Regions from separate parts of the Sus scrofa genome. Here region 2 is linked to region 1. The links are chromatin contacts, called in public HiChIP or PLAC-seq maps. All regions are on one chromosome and are shown on one strand. Each heading gives the region's core, a stretch centred on a gene start, on an enhancer-like site or on the middle of the called end of the contact. The rest is flanking DNA. Distances are from core to core; before and after follow the strand shown.

Evidence for each region. HiChIP or PLAC-seq counts read pairs in DNA pulled down with a chosen protein or histone mark.
Region 2: a contact with region 1 is called in an H3K27ac HiChIP or PLAC-seq map of skeletal muscle. The contact joins two enhancer-like sites. A contact is called at or near these places in 1 of 47 Hi-C or Micro-C datasets (subcutaneous adipose tissue) and 1 of 2 datasets of contacts at active chromatin or transcription factors (skeletal muscle).

The regions. Positions count from the first base shown.
Region 1 is chr13:68,502,016-68,507,675 of Sscrofa11.1, reverse strand. It overlaps TSEN2 (tRNA-splicing endonuclease subunit Sen2), which reads right to left. Exons shown (of 13, transcript XM_003132372.6): 6 at 5,469-5,660; 7 at 4,273-4,350; 8 at 612-662. Among named protein-coding and RNA genes, the nearest start is that of TSEN2, 24 kb to the right of the region's middle. Within about 2 kb of position 2,350, at least 3 of the 83 cell types and tissues checked have an H3K27ac peak or open chromatin away from gene starts, as enhancers often do. A contact at or near this core is called in skeletal muscle, where this site is marked.
Region 2 is chr13:68,697,867-68,703,526 of Sscrofa11.1, reverse strand. No RefSeq gene overlaps it. Among named protein-coding and RNA genes, the nearest start is that of TMEM40, 36 kb to the left of the region's middle. Within about 2 kb of position 2,131, at least 2 of the 83 cell types and tissues checked have an H3K27ac peak or open chromatin away from gene starts, as enhancers often do. A contact at or near this core is called in skeletal muscle, where this site is marked.

The DNA of each region.
Region 1 (5,660 bases), core at 1,101-3,600:
GGAGATAAGGATCAGAAGTACTGCAGGTAGGGAGTTCCCATGATGGCTCAGTGGTAACAAATCCAACTAGTATTCATGAGGATGTGGGTTCCACCCCCGGCCTTGATCAGTGGGTTAAGGATCTGGTGTTGCCATGAGCTGTGGTGTAAGCTGTGGACATGGCTCAGATCTGGCGTTGCTGTGGCTGTGGTGTAGGCCAGCAGCTGCAGCTGTGATTGGACCCCTAGCCTGGGAACCTCCATATGCCTTGGGTACTGCAAGTGAAGTACCCAACTCACAGCCCTTCCTGAAGCAGGCGTTAAACATGAGCAGTTTTCGTTCCTGTGGTTTGTGTCTGGTACGACTGTGACACAGGTTTCTTGAACGCTATGTAAGATACTGCTCTCCTCCTAGTCTCTGGGAATGGTATTTAGTCTAAAAGGGTCAAAACTGGCTTTTGCCTGAACAGTCCCAATTCAGGACTCAAAGCCTAGATTTAGAGAAAAAATTCAATCTGATTTTATCCACTGAAAATAGACACATTTGTATTAAAGCAATATGGAAATTACTACAACCCACTTTTAACATCAGGGAGATTTCTACGTGGATTGTGTATAAATAAATTCTCTTACCTTCTCATAGTAAATACTCAGACATCCCAGAGCATAGACCAGGAAGAAGGCCTAAAACAAGACAAGCAGAAAATGCTCATCAGAAACTGCCCCACTTTCTTCAGAAGTTATTTAACATACTGATTTCTCTTTGCCTTAAATACAAATTAATGTCCTTATCACCATCCGATGGTCACATATTTTAAAACATACATGATTCATTCAAATTTCAAGGATTAAAATGGGAATGTCACAAGATGGTTTAGAATCAGTAAAAAACATTTGTATGAAATTTTCCATGCATTAACCACATAGCTAAACTGAAAAATGATGTAACAAAACGGTCTAACAACAACCTTTGCTCACTGGATTTTCCTTCATAAAATAACCATATTAAGCTGAGGAAAAAAAAATTATAGAAAGAACTACGTAGAATTTGTGGAGAGTGGGCAGTGCACATTTGGCTTGTGTAAGCACATGAGTTTCTTGGTCACCACTGCTGGAAAGGGATTTCCTACCAAGTAAATCCCATCTTTCTGTTAACTTCATTATGTGGCACCATGTTTCACTCACTCGGGGAAGCAGGAGAAATGGTCCTAGCTGAGTAAAATCACACCTACATGGAAATAAAAATAACTTTCTGATAAACACAAGACGATGCCAAGAACGGGGACACCAGCAAACAGGCCCCCGCTGTATGCTCTGCTCCTGGAAGGGGTTTAGGATCCATGTTTCACCAGAAGAGGATCGAGTGCAATTGGTCCATAATAGGCAGTGACTAAATGGTTTTTCTCCATGCAACTGGTTTCCTTTCTCTTTAAAAGACAGGGCAGGGAGTTCCTGTCGTGGCTCAATGGTTAACGAATCTGACTAGGAAGCATGAGGTGGAGGGTCCGATCCCTGGCCTTGCTCAGTGGGTTAAGGACTCGGCGTTGCTGTGAGCTATGGTGTAGGTTGCAGACGAGGCTTGGATCCTGTGTTGCTGTGGCTGTGGTGTAGGCTGGCGGCTTCAACTCCAATTAGACCTGTAGCCTGGGAACCTCCATATGCTGCGGAAGTGGCCCTAGCAAAGACAAAAAAAAAAAAAAAAAAAAAAAAAAAAAAAGAGAGGGCGGAAGATGAGATTTATAACCATATGGTCTCATTTAGAGTTAAGTCATCAGTGACAGGGGAGGTCTGTGGAGGCTGTTTTTACTTTGATAGTCCTAATAAGATGAGTGAAATGACGGTTTTAATGTCTTATCACAAAATCTGGTCAGGGCCCAAAGCAGTGTAAAGAGAAGCAGCTCTCAGAGACAGACCTCTAAGTCAGCTTGGCATTACCATTCTCAACACCTAAGAACTGCTTTGAACCCCCACGGCAGGTCTGCCTGAGCTCCTGATGGACATTTTATAGAAACACATTACACTGAACAGGTGGTGCCACCAAACATGGTGATTCATCCGAGGGAAGCTGCCAAAACGGGGTGGGGAAGCAGAGCTGGGTTTAGCTACATGCTCCATGGACGCTTCTGCAACACATTCCTGGAAGAGTCTCAAGAACCAACTGGCTTCTAAGCATGACAGCAACCTCATCTATCTCCTGTTACTCCAGCATTTCTTTGGGGGTGTTTGGGAAGAGGGGGCAAGACAGCAACACTTTTTTTTTGTCAGTAAAAAGCATCAACTGGTCACCCTCCTGGAGCCAGGAGGCTGAACCCCTAGCTGCTGACACCTACTCCTCCCTCTCCTCTTACTGCTGCCTCCCCATAGCAGAGAGGTTGGCCAGCTCTCCTGCCTGCACTCACACTGATGCCGGCTCTGGTCCTGCCCCGCCCTCACACAGACACCTGCAGTGCCCCGAGCTGCCAGGACCAGTTTAGACCCCTACTCGCAGACACATCCTCCTCAATCCCACCTCACCTCCTAAGCTGCTGCATCCAGGGCTGAACCGCATGAGAGGGCTGGCTGTTCCCGTGTCCATCTGGCAATCTCTTACTTATTCTTTAACAGGTGTAGGAGTCACCGAAGCTGTTAAATCTTTCCAGCTAGCTCGTGTCCCCTTGGATCCCATCAGTTTCCGGTCAAATTCTATACCTACCTTGTACACATGCATTTAACAAATAATTACCAAAGGCCTGGTAGATATCAGGCACTAGGTACAAGTATACAAGAGGTGCCACGCTGGCCCAGTGTACACACTACACTGAACTAGCGCTGGGCCATCTACAGGGCCAGAGCCATACTGTATTCACCTCTCTGCTGTTAGCACTTAGCCCAGAACCTGGCACAAAGTAAGTACTCGGTGAATATTTTTGCTAAATATCGATTGGAAAAGAAAGGATTCCAACCAGCCCCTAAATAGCTTTTACAAGTAACTTGATGATAATGATGAGAAGAGCAGGCCCTAACACTTACTGAGCATTTACGATATACCAGGAGTGGTGCTGAACCCATCACGTGCATTATTTAATTCCGGAACATCCTACGGATGAGGTCTTACATAACCCTCCCTTTATAAAGAAGAAATGAGAGGCTCGGAGAGGTCAAGGACCTAGAGAATGGGTAATACAGCACTGTCCAATAGAGCAGTTGCTAACCACACATGTGCCTGCTGAGTGTCTGAAATGTAGCTAGCACAATCAAGAAAATAATTTTTAATTTTGTTCAATTTTAAACAGTCACATGCGGCTAGTGGCTACTGTATTTGACGACAGACAACGTTGTCTCATTTGTGACATGAGAAGATGAAGTAAATAATTCCAAAGATCCTTTCCTGCTGTGAAATCCTGTTTTTTGTACCACTGGCCTCGTTACAAGGAAGGAAGCAGAGGCCAGGAGATGAAGGGAACAGAGACGCAATGGCTTCTCTGCAAACACATTTATGAAGTGACCAGCGTGGATGTGCTGAACAAGCACCCACAGATTTACCCAGATCTGCACGCGAGGCTGCAGGAGCTGCCCAGGTGGGCAGGGCCCCTCCCAGGGAAGGGCAAGGCCAAGGACTCGAGTGTGGTGTCACCATCATCAAATTCACTGTCCACAGTATAAACATGAGCACCGAGGGGGTGCTGCACTCGATGTGATTACAGGACAGAGGAACACCAAAAAAAGAGGGAAAATATGAGCCACATTTAGAAAGTCACATGCAGCCAACTTTTGAGGATGCAGGTGTTGCATTAAGAGAACACACGCTGGTAATCCTGCAAAGGGACACACTTAGAATCTGTGTACTAGTCAGCAGTCGCTACATGACTTGAGACACACATCACAGCTTATGAAAAGCTGGTGCAACTCCACAGAAACGCTAAAGCCCATTAACCTGCACACTTTAAATGAGGAAATGGTACAGCATGTGCACTATCTCAATAAACCTGTGACACTAATGCCAATAAACATTAACTAATGTCAATAAACATTAGTGACACAATATCTGGACAATGTGGAACCTCGATGTGAAAAGAAGTGCTCAGACAATGGCCTTGAGGCCTCTATGGGATGACACAGGGAAGACGTCCCAAATGGACATGTGAGAATCGAAAGGAGGGCTGAGGAGTGAAGTGCAAGCAGGCCTCCTGTGGAGGCTGCCTGTGGCCATTTCAATACTGAACTGCAGACTGGACTGTGTGTAAGGTGGACTCATCTATATGCTGTTGCCCAGGCCCAGAGTTCAACAGATAAAACGAACATGCTGGAAACATACCTCTTCTAGGCTAAGCTGTAAGTACTCAAAGATCCTGTATGGATTTCTTCTGCATATCAGTCTCTTCTTTTGTGGCAACTGAAAAATAAAATACATACAGAACCAACGGAAGCACTATATATATGTATGTAGGGGAGGCTGCATTTTAAAGTGAACATTTTTCTTCTAAGTTTCCCAGATTCACATGTGTTGGATTAATTCTGTTAAAAAACATTTAAAAATTACTTACGCAGGAAAGGAAATTTTAGTTTTTCTACCCCAGCTGACCTGTGAACAAGGTGGGTGGGGCCCTGACCCTCTGCGCAGTTGAAACTCTGCACAGAACTCAACCCAACCCCCACCCTTGGATTCAACCACTTGTGGGCTGTGCAGCACTTCAGTGTTTACTATGGATCTTGTATAGTAAGTGGACCTGGGCAGTTCAAACCCATGTTGTTCAAGGGTCAACTGTATTAACATTTTGACTTCTTCCCTCTCTCTTATCCCCCATGAGTTTTTTCTACAGTTGTGATCATTGTGTTGGTCAATTTTGTGTTGCCTTTTTTCACCTGACTGCACCTCAGAGGCATGCGCCTAGGTTCTCAATGAGACTTTATAAAGGCGAGAGAGTATTTTTTCAAATGGCTGTTTTATATATTATTTGTTACACTGCTTCTCACTTTTAGCTATTAGTTCTGGGGCAGTCATCCTGTCCCTCCCGTAACGAAGTGGCTCTTGTTCTGCCCCCACACCCCTCCTGTGACCACTGACCACTGCACCTGCACCCCACCCCATGGCTATACTCAACTGTATAACGACTGCTGCGTTTCTTCTCCTCAACAAGGGAGAGAACACTATTGGACCTGCTTTATATGTGTGTGTGTGTGTGTGTGTGTGTGTGTGTGTGTGTGTACACACACACACACACATATATACATATACATATATATAAATTTTTTTTTTAAGTTAAATTACTAAAATATGTTGAGGTTTTAGCTGAAAGAGCCCTCACAGCTGAGTTCAAGGGCTGGGACCCAGGGCGGCTGGATCCCTCAGAGGGTCTGCAATGTGTGTCTTGCACCAGCTTTCCCACCCTGGGTGACTAGGATGGGCCTGCTACCTGTTCTGAGGAGGGACAACCCAGTTGGCCAGCATCTCCTCTGGGCCAGAAACAGATGGCTTTGGAGAGAGTGGTCAATCCCTTTTTTCCTACTTACGTCCCTGGCTGGGGCGTCTTCCCTCTCACTCCCGTCACACACGGCTTCCTCCACCAGCACGTACTCATGGACAGGCCCTCCCTCTCGGGCACAGACGAGACTGGCCTGTTGGCTGTGGTCCTCAGGCTGAGTGCCACCCATGGGAAGGAGCGTGGCCTGTCTGTCATGGCAGATAGGAGGCAGGGGTGTGGG
Region 2 (5,660 bases), core at 882-3,381, 200 kb before region 1:
TGGTTAACCTTCTGTGCCCCAGCCCCAGTTTCCTCATCTGTATAGCAGAGCCCACCTCGTGGTGCATGGTGAGGATTGTGGAGATAATTGCATTCTTGGCACAGACCAGAGGCTCAGTAAGTAGGAGGTACTTGATTGACCCTTCGGGTAGAAAGAGTCAGTGTAGAAAAATGGGGAGCAGGGGAGAAAGGGGGCCAAGGGTGCCCATGCCTAACCCCCGGGGGCAGCTGCGGCCCAGTGTGGCACCAGCTGAGTGGTACCAGCCAGGAGAGCAGAACCATAACAGGGTTTTTACAGAGATCTATTGCAGTTAGGGGAGCTGTTAAGCAGGCACAGGAGACTGAAAAGGCACAGAGGTATCACAGAGTCTGACTGGGGGAGGGTCACCACCTCGGGCCAGGGGAACAAAGGGAGAGGTTAGAACCACAAGCTTGGGAGAGGGCCTTACAAAGCCAGGACCCAGACCTCTAAAGAGGGGGCCCTGCCAGTGGGCGCTGGTGTCTCTGAGAGGAGCCGGATCTCCAATTTCTCAGCAGAAGCAGGAAACCCAGATTTTTTTTTTTAACATTAGCAGCTAATTTTTTTTTTCTTTTACCCCATATCAGGTAAGTTTCATTTAATCCTCCATCAATTTTCTTTCTTTTTTCTCCTTAGCAACCTGTCAGTTCTCCAGTGTCTTATTATCATCACTGTCTGGTCAAGCATTGATTAATGTTAGTACCCCTAAGGATATAGGCAATCCTTTACCAACCATGATTCAGGGCTGCATATGGAGGTTCCCAAGTTAGGGGTCCATTCAGAGCTACAGCTGCCAGTCACAGCCACAGCCACAGCAACTCAGAATCTGAGCCTCGTCTGCGACCTACACCACAGCTCACGGCAATACTGGATCCTTAACCCACTGAGTGAGGCCAGGGATTGAACCTGTGTCCTCACATACTAGTCAGATTCATTTCCACTGAGCCACAATGGGAACTCCAACAGCTGGAGTTTTTACATTTCAAATTCTGCTATGGAAAACCATAGAGTGCTTCCTCAAAAAATTTAAAACAGAGTTACTTTATGATCCAGGAAGTCTACTTCTGGATATATACCCCAAAGAATTACAAGCAGGGGTTGAAAAAAATATATGCACACCCATGTTCATAAGAGCAGGACTGACAGTAGCCAAAATGTGGAAGCAACCCAAGATGCATAAGGGGATGACTGGAGAAACAAAATGTGATCTGCACACACAACGAAATATTATCCAGCCTTAAAAAAGAACAAAATCCTACACATGTGTGACAACATGGATGCACCCTGAGGACATTGTGTTCAGTGAAATAGGCCAGACACAAAAAGGACAAAATACTGGATGATTCCATTTTTATGAGGTCCCTAGGATAGTCAAAGTCACAGAAACACAAAGTAGCATTGGGGGGGGGGGGGTGCCAGGGGTGGGGGGAGGGGAGGGGAGTTAGTTTTAATGGGGACAGAGCTTTGGTTTGGGAAGATGAAAGTTTCTGGAGATGGATCGTGGTGATGGTTATACAACCTTGTGAATATGCTTAAGGCCACTGAATGTTACACCTAAACACAGTTAAGATGGTAAATTTTGTGTTACATGTATTTTACCATAATTTTAAGAAATACGTCAAATTATCTGTCGTCAGACAAAACTGGATCTGACCTGCAGGCCCTGTGCTATGGGCAGGGGTAGGGTCTCCACAGTGTTAAGCCAGGGGACAGGAGCTGAGCTGGGGTACCCACAGGATGGGAAAGCAAGCCAGGGCAGGAGGCCACAATCATTTTTCTTTCCAGTTTTTGGCAGCCTGACTGCCTTGTGAGGACCTGGGTTCAATCTGCTGCTGGTAGCCTTGGCCTTTCTGGGCCTGGCGGTCAAAGGTGGGGCTCAGGTGGTTCAGGTGTTTGGAGCCCCTTGTGCCCTGGAAGAGGAAGCCCAGCCTCACTGCCCCAGATCTCAGTGAAGGGCCCAGGGCCCACCTGGCCTGGTGCACTGCCTCCCTGGGGCCCTGGCCCCCAGCGCTGCCCTGGGAACCCCTCGCTGCTTCCCCACCCGGCTGCAGCTCAAGGCCTTGGTCTGCAGGGTCTGGTTACACCTCAGGCATCAGGCAGATTCCCGGAACTCCAGTCCAAAAAGTGGCCTAAAAATAAAGCATTGGATCCTGAGTCCAAGAAGGCAGGGTTGCAAAGTGGGGCGAGGGAGAAGGGCTTGGATGAGGGGGTGTCTGTCCCTGGTTGCCCTGGACACCGTGGACTGGGTTTCTGCTCTGACCACAGAAGAGGGAGGACGCGGGTGTGAGAGTGTTTCCAGGCCATGCTGTCCAGCTTGAGCTGAGGGATAAGATTGTGGCAGCTGTTGTTCTTCTCCTGACTCAGCTCCTCAGTTCCAGAGGACCCAGGCAGGATCAGTGGTGGGGATAAGGGTGCCGCTGACAGAGCCTGGGAAGCCAGGGAAAGTGCTAGACGTGGGGGCTGGGCTTTGCAAACAGAGAGCACAGGGTGGGCAAAGGCAGGAGGGAGTGAAGTTATCACATGGTGGGTAGGGGTCATGGCCAAGTGGGAGTAAGGATTAATGGGCAAGGTGGCACACAGGGTAAATGGCCTTCTTGCCCTGCAAGACCTTGAGAGCTGGGATAAGGAGCTGAAATTTTACCCCAAGGACACTGGGGAGCCCTGGAAGGTGTTTGGGTGGAGGAGTGGCGTGGTGAGATTGCATTTTAGAAAGGTCACTCTGGTGGCCCTGTGGGGCCGGGAGAATGAGCATGAGCTCCAGCTAAAGGGACTGTCACTGACCAAGGGCTGCCGTGCTCTGTGTTTGCACCAAGGCCATGCTTCCCACAGGGGGCTCCCAGCCCTTGACTCAGATGGATACTAAGCAGGCCCTTGCCTGGGAGACACGGGACTCCTCTGACAGCTGACTTCACCTTGAGGACCCTCAACACCTGCCATGCCTTCCTTAGACTGACCAGTACACTCCACCCTCCCACCCAGCCCTCCTTCCCTTGCTTCTTCACCTGGGGCCAGATGTGCATCGCCGTCTCACGGCTCCTTCAGGCTGCCACTCCCTCCCCGTTTTTCTCTCCCAAAGGAGATTTCCCTAATGAAATCCTTCCATATTTCATCTCGTCCTGTGCTAGCTTCTCAGAGGACCCAGACTAACAGGATGAAACGAGAGGCAGGGCCACAGGAGCAGAGAAAAAAGGGTAACTCTGAAGACATTAAGGTCTGATCCGCAGTATGACTGGAAGTGTGTGCCCACCCACAGTCCCCTGGCCTTTCCCCGTGGCTGGAGTTCTTGCCTCCAGCATGGCAATCCCCTCTGTCCACAGTGGCCTCCCCAGCTAGACTCTGAGTCTGTTCTGCAAGTGAATGAATGAGTGATTAAGTGAGTGAATAAAGGAAGGAAGGAAAAAGGGACATCTAGAATGCTCCCAGAGCTCCAGGTGGGGTCACTTGGTAGATGGTTGTAGCCAGTATTTGTTATTTACCCTGGTGTTTTTTCTACCACTGCAATTTTCCTTTGAAGAATACACCTGCACTCTTTCGTGCATCAGAGGAGACTATCAAGAGTGAAAAGACAACCCATAGAAGGACAGAAAGTTTTTGCTAGTCACACATCCAATAAGGGTTTAACATCCAGAATATAAAAAACAAAACAAAACTCCTATAACTCAACAACAAAATAAACCACCCAATTCAAAAATGAGAGGGGACTTTGCTGCACAGCAGAAATTGGCACATTGTAAAATAACTCTACTTTAATTTTTAAAAATTTAAAAATTAAAAAAAAAATTTAAAAGAGAGAGGGAGGAGTTCCCATAGTGGCGCAGTGGTTAACAAATCCAACTAGAAACCATGAGGTTGCGGGTTCAATCCCTGGCCTTGCTCAGTGGGTTAAGGATCAGGTGTTGCTGTGGTGTAGGTCGCAGACACAGCTCGGATCCTGTGTGTGCTGTGGCTGTGGCCGGTGGCTACAGCTCTGATTACACCCCTAGCCTGGGAACCTCCATATGCTGTGGGAGCGGCCCTAGAAAAAGGCAAAAAGACAAAAATAAATAAATACATAAGGGAAAAGGTGGATGGAATTGAATGGACAAATCTCCAAAAAAGTTTGTTTGTTTGTTTGTTTTGGTCTTTTTAGGGCCACACCGGTGGCTTATGGAAGTTCCCAGGCTAGGAATCGAAGCTGCCAGCCCACACCACAGCCACAGGAATTCAGAATCTGAGCTGCATCTGTGACCTACCTGAAGCTCACAGCAAAGCCAGATCCTTAATCTGATAAGCCAGGCCAGGGATCAAACCTGTGTCCTCATGGATACTATTCAGGGTTGTTACTGCTGAGTCACAATGGGAACTCCCAAAGAAGATATTTTTTAAATGGCCAATAAGCACAAGAAGCAGATTTTCAGTGGATTAGATGAGGCCCACTCACATAGGGGAGGGCATCCCTCTTTGCTCAATATCATTAGTCATCAGTGAAACAAAAATCAAAATCACGAGATACCACATCGCAGCCATTAGAATGGCTATTGTGTCTAAAAAAAAAAAAATGGAAAACAAGTATTGGTGAAGATATGGAGAAATTGAAACCCTTGTGCACAGCTGATGGAAATATTAAAAAAAAAAAAAAAAGATGGAACCAGTATGGAAAATAATTTGTCAGTTTCTCAAAAAGTTAAATATGAAACCCAGCCATTCCACTCCCTGATATATACTCACAGGAATTGAAAACAGGGACTCCAACCGGCATTTGCACACCCATGTTGACATAAGTATCATTCATGGCAGCTAAAATGTGGAAGCAACACAAGTGTTCATCAAGAGATGAATGAATAGATAAATAAAATGTGCTCTACACACACATGCAGTATTATTTGGCTATGAAAAGGATTGAGATTCTGACACCTGCTACAACATGAATGAACCTTAAGGGCACCATGCCCAGTGAAATAAATCAGTCATAAAAGGGCAAACATTGTATAATTCCACTTATATGAGATACTAGAATAGGCAAGTTCACAGAGACAAAAAGTATAATAGAAGTTACCAGAGGCTGGGAGAGGGGGCTATTGTGTAATGTGTACAGACTGATAAGAAAGTTCTGGAAATGGGTAGTGGTGATGGTCATAAAACATGAATTTACAAATGCCACTGAATTACACATTTAAAAAGGGATAAATGGTATATTTTATGCTATATATATTTTACCCCCAAAACCTGCACCTCACGGATTCTGGGAGGGTTGACCCTACCACTAGTTCCAGTGGTGGGTTCTGAGGAGCTTTGGGCAATCAGCATGTCCCAGGCACTGATTTAGGACTGGGCATGTGGCAGAAGGGGTGGTTGTTCCTTGGCATCTTTTCTTCCTTTTTCTCTTTCTGAGTTCCTCTGACTCTGCAGCAGAGGCTTTAAACCAACTAATCCAGGCTCAGCACTCAAAGGAAACCATGGTCACCAGATAACTAATCTCCCCTGATGGACCCCAACCATCTCTCACTTCTCACTTCCTTGTGTACTTGTGCTGCTCTTGCCATCAAGGAGATTGGGGAGGCGGGGGCGGGGAATCTATTTCCTCAACCCCAGACTCTCAGATGGAATTGCGACTTATCTTAACCAGTGGAATATAGCAGAAGTAACATGTGACTATCCCAGGC